Regions from separate parts of the Gossypium arboreum genome. Here region 2 is linked to region 1. Evidence: chromatin contacts called from public Hi-C data. All regions are on one chromosome and are shown on one strand. Each heading gives the region's core, a stretch centred on a gene start, on an enhancer-like site or on the middle of the called end of the contact. The rest is flanking DNA. Distances are from core to core; before and after follow the strand shown.

Region 1 (4,594 bases), core at 626-3,125:
CCAAAAGCGACGAAAACTAATAGTTGGGTGACCATTTTGTAATTGTTCATAGTTGAGTGACTACTAGTGTAGTTTACCCTAAAAAAAGTTAATGTGTCAAAATTTAGAAACGAAAAAGGGAATTGAGACTAGTGATGATAATGAGGCGGGGCAGGGCGCATTTTTGCCCACCTCAACCTTGAACCGAAGTTCTACTCCCGTCCTTCAACTCCTACTTGACCTTGAGGTTACCCGACACAATCCGAATTTTATTTCATGTTGTTGCTTCAAATTAACCAATTCTTTGGTTGTATTGATTATAAAATAGTTGACTTAAATAATATGCTGAGTTCCTTTTTTATGAAACAATGTATTGACAACGTAATGAATTGCAAACAAATTTTGATTTGCTTACTTGATAATATAAATTATGTATATTAGCTACTTTGCTAAATCATATTGTATTGAGGCTTATTGGAGCTATTAGTTGTGAGTTTATATAGTGTAGAAACGAAGCAAATACAAAATTTGGATGAGGACACATATCAATATTGCAATTTCAAGTTTCAACTATCATTACTTTAGTGTACTCGCTAACAACCATCACCAGGAATCATTTAGTGGCGGGATGGATTGAGTTTTGTTAGAGAAAACTTGGCATTGAATGTTAACATGAAAATGACTCTTTTCATTCTATCATTTTCAATAAGATAAAAAATTGAGAGCAAAACAGCAATGGGTAATGCTAGCTTTAGGATTTTGCGGTCCATATACTCAAGGGCAGCGCCCCGTCACCACAAATCATGCTTCTTATTCTTCTTTTTTATTTAGTACATGTTTTTAAACTTTTTAAGTAGAGTAAATAATTGATAAGTGTTTTATATAAGTATAATAAAATATTAAATATATATATAATAATTTAAAATATATATATATATCAAATACTCATCATTTTTGTTTTTGTTTGCTTTTATTTTTCTAAATACAATCATTTATAGTTTTGTTATTAATTGGTAAGCATTTATATTAAGAAAAGTTTTTCTATTATAAAAATTAACCACCTCCGATTTTATTAAGACTGAAAATTTTATGCTGCATGTGTATTGGAACCCAAAAATTTAGAATATAGATGTGTGTTCAAAAGTAACATACAATAAATAATGAAACGTATGGTTTGAATCTAATTAATTATAATAACATATGAAATATGTATGATTTTAAAATAAAATTAGATTAAATTGAGATTAAAACAAAATTTAAACACATAAACATATTATATTAACAATACTAAATGCACTACAATTATTTTTCATAGTGTGATCATCAATTATGAGTTAGATTTGAGTTGACTTGTGACATATTACTAAATTTTATATTACTAATATTACCAATACCAATACCAATACCAAATTTTATCACACCCAACGAAAATATTTTATATTAATATAAATATAATGACAAATGATTATTAATGGAGTGACAAAGAATTTTTATATGAATTTGTTAGTCTTGTGTTCAATTCTCAATTGAATTTTCAATTGTTTTATTTGAAGGTTATATTAAAGTATGAAAAGATGAAAACACCCTTATAATAATATTAATTACCCTTCAAAGTAAAGGTATTTTAATAATTTCATAATTAAGTTAATATCACCATCAATCAATATTTTACACTATTATTTATTTAAAAGATATTTTTGTAATATTTCTTACATAATTAATATTTTATTAACTCGTAACATTTATTATAATTTTTTAATGAAATTATAAGATAAACTGGATGATGATTTCAATAAATTTATTTTTTAAAAATTTTGATCATGTGGTTACCTTATTAATTGACATTGACATGCAACGATAAACCATTTTAACTTTTTAAATTATTATATTTTCATTTAATTTATGCAAAATGTTATTATCATGTTTAGAAATGGAAAGGGTGTACCACTCTATTGTTTCTACCCGCATTAATTATGTTACAGCCCAAAACTGCAATAATTTGAAGATGGCTGAAGAGCAGAAGAAGGAAGAGGAAGTCGCCATCCATGGAGATGTCTTAGAAACAATTTTGTCTTACGTGCCTCTCATCAATCTTCTCCCAGCCTGCTTCGTCTCCAAGACCTGGAACGCCGCCGTTTCCTCCTCCCTTAGTCGCTTCAACAAGCCCAAACCATGGCTCCTGGTCCACACTCAGAGCATCCGCCGCCCACACGCCACCGCTTTCTTCGCTTACGATCCCCGCTCCGACATCTGGCTCCGAATCAACCAAAAGCAGCCCCCTCAACACGTTTCACCCCTACGTTCTTCCAATTCCACCCTCCTCCACGTCCTTCACCCTTCCAACTTCTCCTTCTCCATTGACCCTTTCTATCTGACGTGGCACCACGTGAACCCACCCGCAGTCTGGCGACTCGATCCCATCGTCGCTATGGTTGGTCCCCGTATCGTCGTCGCCGGCGGAGCTTGCAACTTCGAGGACGACCCTTTGGCGGTCGAAATCTACGACATCAGCACTCGTACGTGGGAAAGGACCGAGTCCATGCCTGCCACGCTTAAAGACTCAGCTTCCTCAACGTGGCTTTCCATTGCTGCTAATACTAGAGTGGTTTTCATGATGGAGCAGTCAACCGGAGTCACCCACAGTTTTAATCCCGATTCGAAGACCTGGTACGGACCCTTCGATCTCCGTCCGGATCGGAGCATTTACTTTTCGGTGATAACTTGTGTTGGGGGCAACTTGATTATGCTGGGTCTGCTTGGAGATGCCGAGGATGTAAACTATGTAAAAGTGTGGGAACTAAACGGGGAGTCATTGGAGTTTGGAAAAGAAATCGGGGTGATGCCGACGGAGTTGGTGGAGAAGCTGAAAGGAGAGGGAACAAGCTTGAATTCGGTAAGAGTAAGTTGTATGGGTGGTTTTTTCTATATATATAATCCATGGGAGCCTGGGGAATTGGTAGCGTTGGAAGTTGGGGAAGAAGGGTGGTGTCGGTGGGGAAGTTTGAAGAATGCGGCGGTGGGTGATCGGAGCAGAGTGGCAGAAAGGGTGGTGCTTACGTGCTCAGACGTGGGGTTGGGTGAAATAGCTAAATTGGTGGGGTCGGGTAATGAAATATTCACTCTCCTTAAAAGTTAAGTAGTGGGATTTGCTTAATATTTTATCCTTGTTCACGGCGTTATTTGATGCGTGTCAGTGTGTGCTTAATTTGATGTGTATTTTTTACCCGTATTTGGACAGTACATAATCCATATTAAACCTGGATGAAAACGCCCTATTCTATTTTGACTCTTGTCCCCTTTCTTTCCTTTTACTTTTTGTCATGGTCTGAAATTTTGATATAAGTTGTAATATTATTTGAATTCTAAATCTTATACCAAAATGTTTATTATAAAAGTAATTTATATCTTATAATATATAAAATCAACTTATATAATTAAAATTGTTATAGTAACTTATTTAAAGAAAATAACTTCTAAAATTATATTATTTAAAAAAAGTATTAGAAAAATTATTGTACAAATATTATAAATTTTACATTATTTTTGACTTTTATGTATTATAAAAATAATATAACATAGCATTTTTTTCAAATTAAGTTTATTTAAGTTTTATAATTAAATCTACAAATAATTTGGACTGCAAATCCAAATAGTATAAGGTTTACGCTAATTATATAAATGCAACAGGTTTTCTTACACTATATTTCAGATATGATACCATTTGAGAGAATGATGTCAGATATAAACACAATAGACAACTTGCAGACTCTTTAATTTGAGTCAATCAAGGCTTTGAAATATGATTGAGAAGACAATTGTTATTCTAAAAAAATCTATTTTTTTTGCATTAACATCATCTTAGTATAGCATAAAAAATAATTTTAGATCGTACTAGCATGTTGTATATTTTATAACTTCAACCATAGGTGAAATTGATATGATCCGTACTTTGAAAAGTACATGGAAAAAAGAAATCTTGATAATATTAATGATGCATATTCAAATTTAAATAATAATGAACTCGGTTAAGGACCAACAGATGATGATAATAAGCATGTGTTAAATATTAAAGAGAAATAACCCAACAAATATGCACTAGAGCAATTAGATAAAATTAGATATGATGTTTATTTTTCTTATTAATTTTATTAGTAATCATATTATTAATTTCTTTTTAGACTAATATAATACATATGATGATTTAGTTTAAATTTTTGTTACTTGTTTAGAAATTATTTTTATCATACAAATATTTTTTAAACATAATTATATAACTAATGTAACTACAATTTCTATTACCAAACATTACATAGGGAAAAACGATGTAATTACACTTTGTTAGCCAAACACGTCTAGAGAATTACAGTTCTTTATAATTGCAAAAAAATATAATTACTACACTAATAATTATATTTTGTCAGCCAAACACGTTAAGAGAATTACACTTTTTTTTTAGTTACAAAACTAATAATTACATTTTCATTCAATTATCCTCTAAACTCTTTAAAACTTTGAAACATTAATAGCAGAAAAAAATATAAAATAATCTTTCTTCATTCAATTAAATTAAACTTAGGTAAAAATATAATTCCCAAATCCCAAGTATGCTACAAAA
Region 2 (4,401 bases), core at 429-2,928, 250 kb before region 1:
TTTCTACATGTAATAATTGAACTGCAAGAAAAGGACTACCCTATAGCTATCCTCAGTTTGAGTAATGACCCTTTATAATTATTGAATTACTGTTGCCTGTAAGCTTATTTACCATAAACTTCTTTCTTAGTATGTATAAGAATCATAAGGCATGAAGAAGAATAAGCATGCATGCAATGTCACAAATTTTCTGTCATTAATTAATGATGTATTATCCCTATAGTACCATGTGATGGCTTAAAGAGTACAGCTAACTAATTATGTCAATGATTGATGCAAACTCCATAAACGATCACATAAAGTTCAATAACATGAGGAATTGCTACATGACTCGCAAGTACAGTACTTTTTTTTACAGCTCTAAATAGTTAAAGCTAGCTAGATGTACTTGTAAAAGGATTAAAATTATAAAATTTTTAGGATGAGAGAAAAGCTAACCTCAGTAGCCTCTACGTTCCATGACGCCTCTCCCTCGTCCCGCTCACAACTCACTCCTTCTCCTTTGTTGTGCTTGTGAATGGGAGGAAAGTGGGCCCACTGAAATATTAAGACATATATATATATATATTACAAAACATATGCTGGAAAGCATGGGTTTGTCTTGTTGATTCTTTTGGGTGTCTGAAACATACATTTTTTGCAGCAGTGCTGAAGGCTTCTTTGTGCGGAATGTTGGGATTTTGAGTTTTCAGTCTCCTGATCTCTTCTCTGCCACCAAGAATGAATGAATCTATATATGATAAATGTACTAAGTCAAAGAAAAACTTTTTTTTTTTGGTTTTTCTATAAACGTAGATGGGGGGGTCTTATTACTTGATGAAGCGATTATAAGCTGATGGAGCTCTTTGCCTCTTCTCTGGCGCTGTAAAATTGGACTAAACTAGTATTAGAATTGGAACGATGAAACAGTTCTCCCTTGTGTTACATCCAAGTTTTAAAATGGAAAGAAAGGACGCACGCTTGTTGACTGTGGGATTCACACGGACTATATCTTCTTCTCCATTATCGGAAGAGCTCATCAACGATGGGCTGCGCCTGTCTGAGGTCTTCCTATGGCCACCCACTTCTTCTGAAACTGCTTCTTCTTTTGGCTGATTGACAGAAGCTCACATATGGTATATAATATGATGTTAATGAAACTGATAATCATCTATAGTTAAGAAAGATAGACATCGATTAATCAAATTGGTGACATGCTAATATAACCTAGTAGTGACCATATATTATCGACATACAAGCTGTTGATTAACATATACTTATACCTCATCATCATGAGCAAAGGAAGCTAGAAGGTGCAGTGGGACAAACGAAGCTTTCATCATATTAACTGAGAGAAGGCTTGTGCAGTGCCCACATCTCACTGTCACCACCATGGACAAGCTGTTACATGGGACACTTACCTGCAATATTTCAAAAGCCAAATTATCAGAAGCTGGAGAGAGAAAAGACTTTAACGCATGCATATATAGTGTGGGAAAAACATTCTTTTTTTCTTTTACCAGTAAAATGGTAGTGCAGAAACCACATTGTACATAACAAATCTGCTCAGGGAGATCAAAGAGATGATTCAGTGTCGACATTTTCTTCTTTGTTGATGTTAGTTTGTCTGTTTCTGAGAGTTTGTGTGTGAGGAAGTGAGGGGGAGAGAGAGAGAGACAATGAGGATGATGTGGTGGGCTTTTGATATACATGGGAGGTGGGATTTATAAATTGTACAGAGACTCTAATTACAAGGATATTACCTTTCTTTAGTTATATCTTATACCACTTAATTCCTTAAGCATTGTGCTTTCATTATTGTTGCTAAACAAATTTAAACAAAGTACATACATTCGTGGAACAATAAATGATATTCAAATATGGCAGATCTTTGTTGTTGCGGCAGATTAAAATATGTGGTTAATGCTTAAATTCACGATAATAAATTGTACTAACTTATGATGGAAAAATTTTATATAATAAATATATTTATAAAAATTGATGTAAAATTAAAATTTAATTGTAATAATAAAATAAAAATAAGTGACGAGTTGAAATTTTATTATATGAGTTTATATTTTTCTTTTTTAAATATAAAAATATAGAAAAACAAAAATATCCTCAAAATTATAATCTGTCATATGTACTTAAATTTTAATTTTAATATAATCAAAGGACATGGGACAGCATAACAACTCATTTGTGAAAAACAAATTTTGAGTGTATAAAATAATAATAAATTATAAAATTCATAGATAAATTTTAGGATGACAATGGAACGAGAGATGACAAATATTAGTATAAATCCACCATCACTTTATAGTTAATATGCTCTGCTCCACTATCCACTTCGCTCCACATTAGATGTATAATTTTAAAATCACTATCACTTTATCCATATTCGTCTTACCCCACTCAGATTACGTGTCAATTTAATTTTTACTATTTATCTTTAATATTATCATTTTTAGTGTCAAATAAATATTTAAACATAATATTTCAAAAATGATAAATATAATAATAAAATAATGAGTGAGTTGAGACAATATAAGCAATTATCATAATCACTTCATATCTATTTCATATCTACTTTTTTTTTTAAAAAATTCTACTCCAAAATTCAGTATATAATCACTCATGTGCTTTACAATTACAATGATGCAACTGTAAGTTAAATATTTGAATATTTATAAAAAGAAAAATAAGAGACTAGCATTTCCCCCAGTTATCATCTCTCCTAGAAAATAATAGAAAAAGAAAAGAAAGAAATACCATTTCATGTTCTGACAAAAGTAGTCCTCCCAAGCTTGTCAACGTTGTGATTCACACAGAGTTTTAATTAAATTGCTAAAAACAATCGCAAGCTTCAACCTTGGTGTGTGGCATTTGATGTTAGCCAATTCCATTAAAAGGATGAAAAAGGGACATAGTGACTAATGGTTTTCATGTGTTGTTTTCTGTAACATTTACTCTCTAGTTCAGGGCAAGAGGCTTTTTTTTTTTTTTTTTACCATTTAAAAGAGGAGGGGAAGTTTCTAGAAGAGTGTATGGAGAAGGAAAATGGGCATCTCAGGTTTTGTCTTTCCTCAAACAAGGTAAGTTTGATTGAGATTATGAGCAATGCCCTCACTTCCCTACTTTCCACTGCTGTCTTTGTTCTTGTTATTTGCTTTGCATGCACTACCATCATCCTTAATGCTCACATTTATTTCCCCATTTTCCATTTCACCTTGCTTTCACTCTCTTGTTGACTGTCTCACCCATGTGCTCCCTGTGATGTCCCCACCATCCATACTTCATATATGGAAATGTCAATACAGCATCTTCAAATCATCAAGACTCTCAATGCTTCCTATAACTTTAATATAATTTTCATATGCTTTCAATTTTTAACCATTTTGGGATAAACCAACTTTAATTGATGGATCCATACGTGCACCCACACCCATTTCATCTTCCATTTTTAAATTAATAAAACAGTTAACCCTATCACTTAAACATACGCAATACCGCATAGTGCAATGTCTGCCAAAACTAACATCATATATAAACTTTTATGTAAACCTTAGTCGACATCCTTCCTAATTCATGATGCAATTCTTGATGTTTTCAGATTAGTTACAGCTTTCTTCACCATACAATCATAATCCTATTTTATTTTCGGTTTTTAAACTTGCCTAAAAATATTTAAGTGGTATTTATTTATTTTTTTAGTTGGCATCCTAATTTATATTCCGTTACACACATTGTTCCAATTTGTCAATAGTATTACTTTTTTAAGGATTAATATGTAGTTTGCTCCATGAATTTGTTTAAAAAATACCTAGTTGATACTTGTACTTGTCCAAAAAATTATATTTTTTTTAAAAGTAATTTATATTTTCTAAAAGATTTACAATTTTTTAATTTATATCTATCACATGTCATACTAAGAGGCCGCCACATGTTACTAGTAGGATTGGCCATCGGTGTAACGTTAGCATTTGTTAGTGCGGAGATACCAACCTGAGTGATGGAATACAAATTTAAATACCAAGTAAATAAAAAAACTTGGAGTACTAATTAAATACTTTTGGAAAAATTCATAGGAAAACCACATAATAACCCTTTGTTTTGGTATTAAAAGATGGAGGTTTTGGCAAATCAATTAAGTGGTGCGTGTGGTAAAAGCCTGACGATGATCAGAATATCAGGATGTACTATTGTTTTGTTGGTATGGGAAGACCTAACAGTCATGGATTATGTCAAAATTCATCAATGGAATTTGTTGGATTGTTGGTTCAAGGGGTGACCATTCATGCATGGGGCTGACTCACTTTCTAGAACATAGCAAAGAGATGGGATAGTTTATGAAGATAGGCAAGATTCCTGGTGTTCTGTGAAAGGAAATATACAGACTGTTCCAAGCTTTTTTGAATTGCA

The links. A called contact is a pair of places that touch in the nucleus more often than the background predicts.
Region 2: a contact with region 1 is called in a Hi-C map of leaf, with 1.8 times the contacts expected there. The contact joins the promoter of LOC108465610 here to the promoter of LOC108464548 in region 1. A contact is called at or near these places in 2 of 5 Hi-C or Micro-C datasets (both in leaf).

The regions. Positions count from the first base shown.
Region 1 is chr2:96,215,318-96,219,911 of ASM2569848v2, reverse strand. It overlaps LOC108464548 (F-box/kelch-repeat protein At1g23390-like), which reads left to right and starts at 1,875. Exons shown (of 1, transcript XM_017764906.2): 1 at 1,875-3,247. The coding sequence starts at 1,889. The coding sequence ends at 3,115.
Region 2 is chr2:96,461,435-96,465,835 of ASM2569848v2, reverse strand. LOC108465610 (axial regulator YABBY 4) reads right to left here and starts at 1,678. Exons shown (of 6, transcript XM_053025058.1): 1 at 1,500-1,678; 2 at 1,263-1,400; 3 at 959-1,091; 4 at 814-862; 5 at 439-711. The coding sequence starts at 1,580. The coding sequence ends at 546. It overlaps LOC108465611, which reads left to right. Exons shown (of 5, transcript XM_053025057.1): 5 at 644-1,164.